2 separate regions of the Danio rerio genome follow, and region 2 is linked to region 1. Evidence: chromatin contacts called from public Hi-C data. All regions are on one chromosome and are shown on one strand. The core of a region is the stretch at or near the end of the contact, and the rest is flanking DNA. Distances in the headings are between cores, read along the strand shown. Region 1 holds the start of adamts16 (ADAM metallopeptidase with thrombospondin type 1 motif, 16). Region 2 overlaps tars2 (threonyl-tRNA synthetase 2, mitochondrial).

Region 1 (3,678 bases), core at 902-3,401:
GCGTGCACACACACACACACACACACACACACACACACACACACACACACACAGTAAAGCTTGGCTGATTGATGGAGAGCTTCTTCAAGTGTCGGCCTTTGTTCATTGTTCACTAAAGTCCCAGTGCATGCCAATCTTCATGCTACACACCCCTCCTCCAGTATGTGTGTGTGTGTGTGTGTGTGTGTGCAAAATTACACTGCAGTGACAAACAAAACCTTCAGAGGACATCTGGGGACATCCTCAGTTTAGGAAAAATCCTCATAAATAAAAAACACATTGCAAAATATTGTCCTTTCACAGAAAAGTCTGTCGATTAGCCTTTATGCAGACCTAATGATTACCTTAATAAGCTTCATACACACACTCCAAGCCAAAAACACTGATGTTATATATAATGTATTCTCATTTGCAAAGCTAACAAGCGTGTGTGTTTGTGTGTATCTTGTATACCTCATGTTCTAGGGACTAAATGTCCCCAAAAATATAGCAATACCAGTTATTTTGACCTTGTGGGGACGTTTTTATGACAAACACAGCGCATAAATCAGACAGAATTAATGTTTTATAACTGTATAAATGCTACACGCTGCCTTGAGGATTGTGTTTAGGGGGAGGGACACAGAATATGCAGTCTGTACAGTAGAAACATCATTCGGTCTATGGGGAGTCCCCATAAAGATAGCTGTACAAGTGTGTGTGTGCCATGTATTCCTCAATTTTACAGTCTCTAAACACTTAATTCTGTCTGATTTATGATCCATTTTTGTCACAGGGAGCAAAAAAAAAAAAATCCCCACAAGATCAAAATTGACTGGTATTGCTATACTTGTGGGGACATTTTGTTTCTTTTGCTTTCCATGACAAAAACTGCTCATAAATGAGACAGAATTACATTTTTATTAAGTGTAATTGTGCTACAAAGTTTCCTGTAAGGCTTTTATTTATGGTATGGACACAGAATATACAGTAGAAACATCATTAGGTCTATGTGAAGTCCCCATAAAGCTAGCTGAATGTGTGCATGTGTGTGTGTGTGTGTGTGTGTGTGTGTGTGTGTGTGTGTGATGTATTCCTCATTTTTACAGTTTCTAAACACTTGAGTCTGTGATTTATGGGCTGTTTTCATCATGGGGACCAAAATCAATTGACTGGTATTGCTATACTTGTGGGGACATTTTATTCTTTTTTGCTCTCTGTGACAAAAATGGCTCATAAATCACACAGAATGAAGTATTTGTGAACTGTAAACATACTAAAAGAGGGTTAGATTTAATGGTGAACAAAAAATGTATAGTCTTAAAAAGTAGAAACATCATTAGGTCTATTGGAAGTCCCCATAAAGATAGCTGCACAAGTGTGTGTGTGTGTGTGTGTGTGTCAGGCTTTGCTTAGAGATCAAATTCACTACTAGAGCACTAAAACAAAGCACTAATACTTTCTAAACAGCATCATCTTCTCAAACCAACAGTGGCTGTATTTAATAATAACAATGATATCTAGCGCCCCCTGCCGACAACACGCCACACTGTCAGTTTAACTTCAATATCAAGTCATTGCAGTCCCAAACTAATGCTGCGATCAACATTTTGATGTTAAAAAACTTTTAGAAATTAATAAATCAACCTAAATTGCTCTTAAGCTAATGCAATAATGTGTGACTGACAGCTGTCAATCATCTCTCACCTGTGTCGTGAGGTAACCGCAGTGTTTCCAGCAGTTCTCTGTGTTTCACGTGATGATCAGCAGCAGATGCGCAGTGAGTTCTCTACAAAGAGTGAATATCCATCATTTGCATTGAATTAAACTCACCTTCTGACGAATCTGGCGCACATTTGCTCACCTGGTGGCACCCGAGCACGATCAAGCTTGAAAACAGCACAAAATACACGCGTTCGGTGTAATTCCTCCTGTTTGGCAGAGCTCGTAAGACAGCCATGTCTCCTATACACTCCTATCCAAAATGTGCACAGCCTCTGCGCGTCTCCAAATGCGCGCTTCAGATCTCCTCACACAGCTGCATCGGTAAAGTCAAACCCGGTCCCGAAATGCATGAAAAGTGTGTGTGTGTGTGTGTGTGAGTGTGTGCATGTAAAAGTGTGTGTGTGCAGCTCCAGCAGCATGTTTCTCTGTGTGTTAATGTTGTGGACTGAGAGCTGGGTCACCATTGCAGATGAACAGCAACTCCCGACAGCCTATCAGAGCGCACACCTGCGCGGGAGAGGAGGGTCACAACATTTGGACTTAAAAATGTAAACACAGCGTTATTTATTTATTTATTTATTTATTTATTTATTTATTTATTTATTTATTTATTTATTTGTTTGTTTGTTTGTTTGTTTGTTTATTTATTTATTTATTATTTAATTATTATTTAGTATGTTAACACAACATAAATATATTTTATTTATTTATTTAATATTTATTTATTTAATTATTATTTAACATGTAAACACAACCTAAAAAGATTTATTTATTTATTATTTAAAATGTAAATACAACATAACCATATTTAATTATTTAATTATTATTTAATATGTACACAATATGAATAAATTATTTATATATTTATTTTATTTATTTATTATTTAAAATGTAAACACGACATAAACGTAGTCGTTTATTTATTTTTTATTTAAAATGTAAAGACATCATAATTAGATTTATTTATTTATTTATTTATTCATGCCTTTATTATAATTTTTAAATACTATTTATGCCTTTATTTTTTACTTATTTGTTTATTTATTATTTAAAATGTAAATAAATCTTTTAACTTGTTTATTTTTATGCCTTTATTTATTTACTTATTTATTTATTTATTTGTGCCTTTATTTATTTATTTAAATTGTAAACAGATCATTAATCGATTTATTTATTTATTTATATTGTAAACACATCATAAATAGATTTATTATTTATTTATTTATTTATTTATTTACTTATTTATTTATATATTTATTTGTTAGTTAAAATGTAAACAGCGTTAATAGATTTTAAAAATGTATTTGGTGATTTAGCTGGTTAGTTTTCCTCATTTAATTTCTTTTCCATATTATATTATTTTATGTATTATAAGGTAATCTACTCAGTTAAATTATATTCTTGATGCTATCATTATTTTTCTGTAGATTCAGTTTCTGTACGATTTCTAGTTGCATTTATAAAAACTAGGAAGAAATAACACACTTTGGATGGTTTATATTACGCGTTTAATATCTTCTAAATGCAAATTGTATCACTTAATTGTAGCAGACAAGCTCACCGATATCCTGCAAACTACTGAGAATGATGACATCTAGAATCATTATTGATATAATTTCACAGGACCTCTAAGGAGATTTAGTCTTTGCAGAATATTATTCATTCATTCATTTTCCTTCAGCTTATTTATCAAGGGTCGCCACTAGTCCAACTACTATTCCAGCATATCTTTTATGCAGCGGATGCCCTTCCAGCTGCAACCAAGGGCTGGGAAACACCCAATTTAGTTAATCAATTCCCCTATAGCACATGTGTTTGGAGAAAACCCACCCCAACACTGGGGGAAACATGCAAACACAGAATAACCAACTGACCCAGCCGGGACTCGAACCAGTGACCTTCTTGCTGTGAGGCGACAGAGCTAACCACTGAGCCACTGTCGCTCTGCAAAATTTGAAACACTTATATATTAAT
Region 2 (4,119 bases), core at 1,450-3,949, 68 kb before region 1:
TTTCCAAGTGAACTTTAACTTAATGTGTTCATCATAATTTTTATTAATTAATTAATTAAACATTATGATGAACACATTAAGTTAAAGTTCATTTGGAACTCACTACTTTCTATTAATTAATTAATTAATTATTTATTTATTTATTTATTTATTTATTTATTTTTATTTTTTTTAAATAAACATGTTTTCCAATGTTGGCTCTTGCCACACATTTCAAAACCAGTTGGACCAATAAAGCATTTTCCACTCAGTAATTTTGGTTTTCCTTTTCACAACACTTCATGGCGTTTAGATTCTGAAGTCAGAAGTGTTTCAGGTGTCATTTTGTCCCATTCTTACTACAAACAGGTCTTAAAGTGGGCAACAGTACAAGGTCTTCGTTGTCCCATTTTGAAGCTACACATACTCAGTTGGAGACAGGTCAGGATTGCAGGCAGGCCAGTCCAGTACCTGCATCCTCTTCCTCTGCAGAAGGCAGCATACTGTGCTCCATAATCTCTCTGTGCTTTTCAGAATTAACGGAGCATCACAGAAGTGCAGGATACCTTTGCTAAGGACACCGACACAACCGCAGACCACGTCAGAGCCTGGCTTTTACACTTGTTGCTGGTAACAGTCTGGATGATCCTCTTCTTCTTTGGTCCAGAGCACACAGCGTCCATTTCTCCCAAAACATCCCTGAAATGCTGCCTTATCTGAGCACAGTACACATTTTCACTGTGTGATGGTCCATCCCTGATGCGTCTGAGCCCAGAGAAGTCAATTGCGCTTCTGGACACTGTTAACATAGGGCTTCCTTTTGCCACAGTGCAGTTTTCACTGTCATTTGAATGTCAGACGAATGAGGATTCTTGATGCAGCGCCCCCTGAGGGATCAGAGATCCCGATTGTTCAGCTTAGGCTTGCACTCTTGTCCTTTACGCACTGAAACTCCTCCAGATTCCTTCAATCTTTTAATGATGTTCTGCACTGCTGAAGCTGAAACATCCAAATGTCTTCCTTTCTCTGAGGAACGTTGTTTTTAAACTTCTGGACACTGTTAACATAGGGCTGCCTTTTGACACCATACAGTTTTCACTGACATTTGTGGATGTAACTCTGCATTGTGTTACTTGGCAAAGGTTTGCAGCAGTAGTCCTGAGCCCATGTGGTGATCTGGCTTATAGCTGAATGAGGATTCTTGTTGCAGCGCCCCCTTAGGGGTCGGAGGTCACTGTTGCTTAGCTTAGGCTTGCGCCCTCGTCCTTTAAACACTGAAACTCCTCCAGATTACTTCAATCTTTTAATGATGTTCTGCATGGTTAAGGGTGAAATATCCAAATGTCTTCCTCCCTTTGTTTGAGAAACATTGTTTTTAAACTTCTGGACACTGTTAACATAGGGCTGCCTTTTGCTTAAGTACAATTTTAACTGGCAATTCGTAGATATAACTACTTATGGTGGTACTTGACCAACATTTCAATAGTTTTCTCATGTATTTGTTGGCAAACTGGTGATCCTCGGCCCATCTCAGACCTATCTTAGATGCTGCTTTTGTACCAAATCACATCATTATTTACCCATTTTACCCGATTACTCAGCCTAAACAGCTCCTGTCACAACATTTTGGAAATTGCATAAAGCAAAATTGTCTTCTCCTTTCATTTAAGCCACTTCTGATATCAATTGATCAACAGGAAGTCAACTTATTATTCGTTGTTCCTAAAGCTTGGACAGATGACAAGACTTTTGTCAGGTAGTGTTTTTCCATGTCTCTGATTTCTGATGTGCGTCTGATTTCTGCAGTACGAAATCAGCAACTACAATTAAGTGCACTTCATTTCCCCCCTGTGTCAGTCCTGACTCTATGGCATGTTTGTGAGATCATGTTGGAGCGCAGCCGTGTGAAATCCTGCATGAGAAGCTAAACACACTTGTGTTCTCATTCATTCTGGTGACGGGACACACTTCAGTGAGTCACAGCATGTTCCCCTGATTTAACACTAGAGCCAAACATGTGCTGGTGTCTATTCAGGCTCCCTATGTGGGCGTCATGAGGTCACGTCTGTAACAGGTGCTTCAGACCAGAGACCCAGTGAAAATACTTTTTTATTAGGTGTGTCTATATGTGTGTGTGTCTGTTTTGTGTATGCAAACAAGCACAATAATCTGCCAACGGGGTGAGCAAATAATCTTGTTTTTCCCCCATTGGCAGATTATTTTGCTTGTGTTCTGTTAAAACTCACTTTATTTTGACTCATTATTTCTGAAAACAAGGCAATATTCATTACTTGTCTAGAAAATGCTTCTTGATTTAAGAGTTTCGAGATATTTGGACTGGAAACAAGACAAAAACCGTAAGAAGGAACATAATTATTTCGTAGTGTAATGCAGATTTCTCAGAGCAGATCTTCATCAGACATACTCAAACACTGAATCTGAAGAAGCACGACAGATGCTCATGTCAGGTTTTTAACAGCATCTTTTTGCACTTTCCAGAGCGTTTGCCAACTGGATCTCGCACTGATCATCTTTCTCCATCAATGATTTCATCTGAACGTGGAGCTGATGTAACGGTAATGACAGGCATGTGTTTGGGCCTGGAGTCTGTCTGTCTGTAAACACATCAACACTTGCTGATTTGCTGTTTGATACAGTCGCTGACAGTAGCGCAGCAGCTCCTTCATCACTGACGCATTACAGGAAACACAAGCAGGACCATAACTGATCCAGCTGTCAGAGATCTGGCCATACACATCTGTATATGTGTGTGTGTGTGTGTGTGTGTGTGTGTGTGTGTTTGTGTGTGTATGCTTTTTAGTTGTTCCACTTAAAAAAAAAAGAATTGCAGTAATAATCTCATATGTGAGGTCAATAATGTGAGCTATTAAGTGATAATAGCAGTTTTACACATTTTATATCTAGCTTTTTTTGTTGTCTACTTTTTAACACCTAGTTTTTGAAGAGGTCATTTTAAATATATACATTCTCATAAATAAAAAAACTAAACTTTAAAGCAACTAAGATAACAAATATTTTATGACTTGGACAAAAATATATGAAAAGGAACTTTTAAAAGAGCCGCAAATTTTTTTCTTTCCCAATATCGTGACATACTTCCAATTGAAACAATTCCAAAATGAGAAAAAATGAAGAGTGATCCATGATTTCATGCTTTGGGAACTGATTGGTTCTAATTTGATGCTGTTATTTCCAACTCTTTTATTGTCAACTCTGTTACTGTCAAGCCTGTTATCGTCAACTCTGTTATCGTCAACTGTTATTGTCAACTGTTATCGTCAACTCCGTTATCGTCAACTTCGTTATCGTCAACTTCGTTATCGTCAACTTCGTTATCGTCAACTTCGTTATTGTCAACTCCGTTATCGTCAACTCCGTTATCGTCAACTTCGTTATCATCAACTCTGTTATCGTCAACTCTTATCGTCAACTCCGTTATTGTCAACTCCGTTATCGTTAACTCCGTTATCGTCAACTTCGTTATCGTCAACTCTGTTATCGTCAACTCTGTTATCGTCAGTGTCAACTCTGTTATCGTCAACTCTGTTATCGTTAACTCCGTTATTGTCAACTTCTTTATCATTAACTCTATTATCATCAACTCTTATCGTCAACTTCGTTATCATCAACTCTGTTATCGTCAACTCTGTTATCGTCAACTCTGTTATCGTCAACTGTTATCGTCAACTTCGTTATCGTCAACTTCGCTATCGTCAACTCCATTATCGTCAACTTCGTTATCGTCAACTTCGTTATTATCAACTCTGTTATCGTCAACTCTTATCGTCAATTCTGTTATTGTCAACTCTGTTATCGTCAACTCTGTTATCGTCAACTGTTATCGTCAACTTCGTTATCGTCAACTTCGTTATCGTCAACTTCGCTATCGTCAACTCCGTTATCGTCAACTTCGTTATCGTCAACTTCGTTATCGTCAACTTCGTTATTATCAACTCTGTTATCGTCAACTCTTATCGTCAATTCTGTTATTGTCAACTCTGTTATCGTCAACTCTGTTATCGTCAACTGTTATCGTCAACTTCGTTATCGTCAACTTCGTTATCGTCAACTTCGTTATCGTCAACTTCGCTATCGTCAACTCCGTTATCGTCAACTTCG

Evidence for each region. Hi-C and Micro-C count contacts between places; a contact is called where the count stands out from the background.
Region 2: a Hi-C map of embryo shows a contact between it and region 1, with 2.4 times the contacts expected there. The contact joins the enhancer-like site here to the promoter of adamts16 in region 1. A contact is called at or near these places in 5 of 18 Hi-C or Micro-C datasets (all in embryo) and 1 of 4 datasets of contacts at active chromatin or transcription factors (caudal fin).

Annotation. Positions count from the first base shown.
Region 1 is chr16:1,185,954-1,189,631 of GRCz12tu, reverse strand. It overlaps adamts16 (ADAM metallopeptidase with thrombospondin type 1 motif, 16), which reads right to left and starts at 2,151. Exons shown (of 23, transcript XM_073925676.1): 1 at 1,844-2,151; 2 at 1,687-1,768. The region is part of intron 1 of tars2 (threonyl-tRNA synthetase 2, mitochondrial); the gene reads right to left.
Region 2 is chr16:1,253,736-1,257,854 of GRCz12tu, reverse strand. All of the region lies in intron 1 of tars2 (threonyl-tRNA synthetase 2, mitochondrial), which reads right to left. The region is part of intron 18 of adamts16 (ADAM metallopeptidase with thrombospondin type 1 motif, 16); the gene reads right to left. Among named protein-coding and RNA genes, the nearest start is that of rprd2b, 18 kb to the left of the region's middle. Within about 2 kb of position 2,699, at least 3 of the 62 cell types and tissues checked have an H3K27ac peak or open chromatin away from gene starts, as enhancers often do.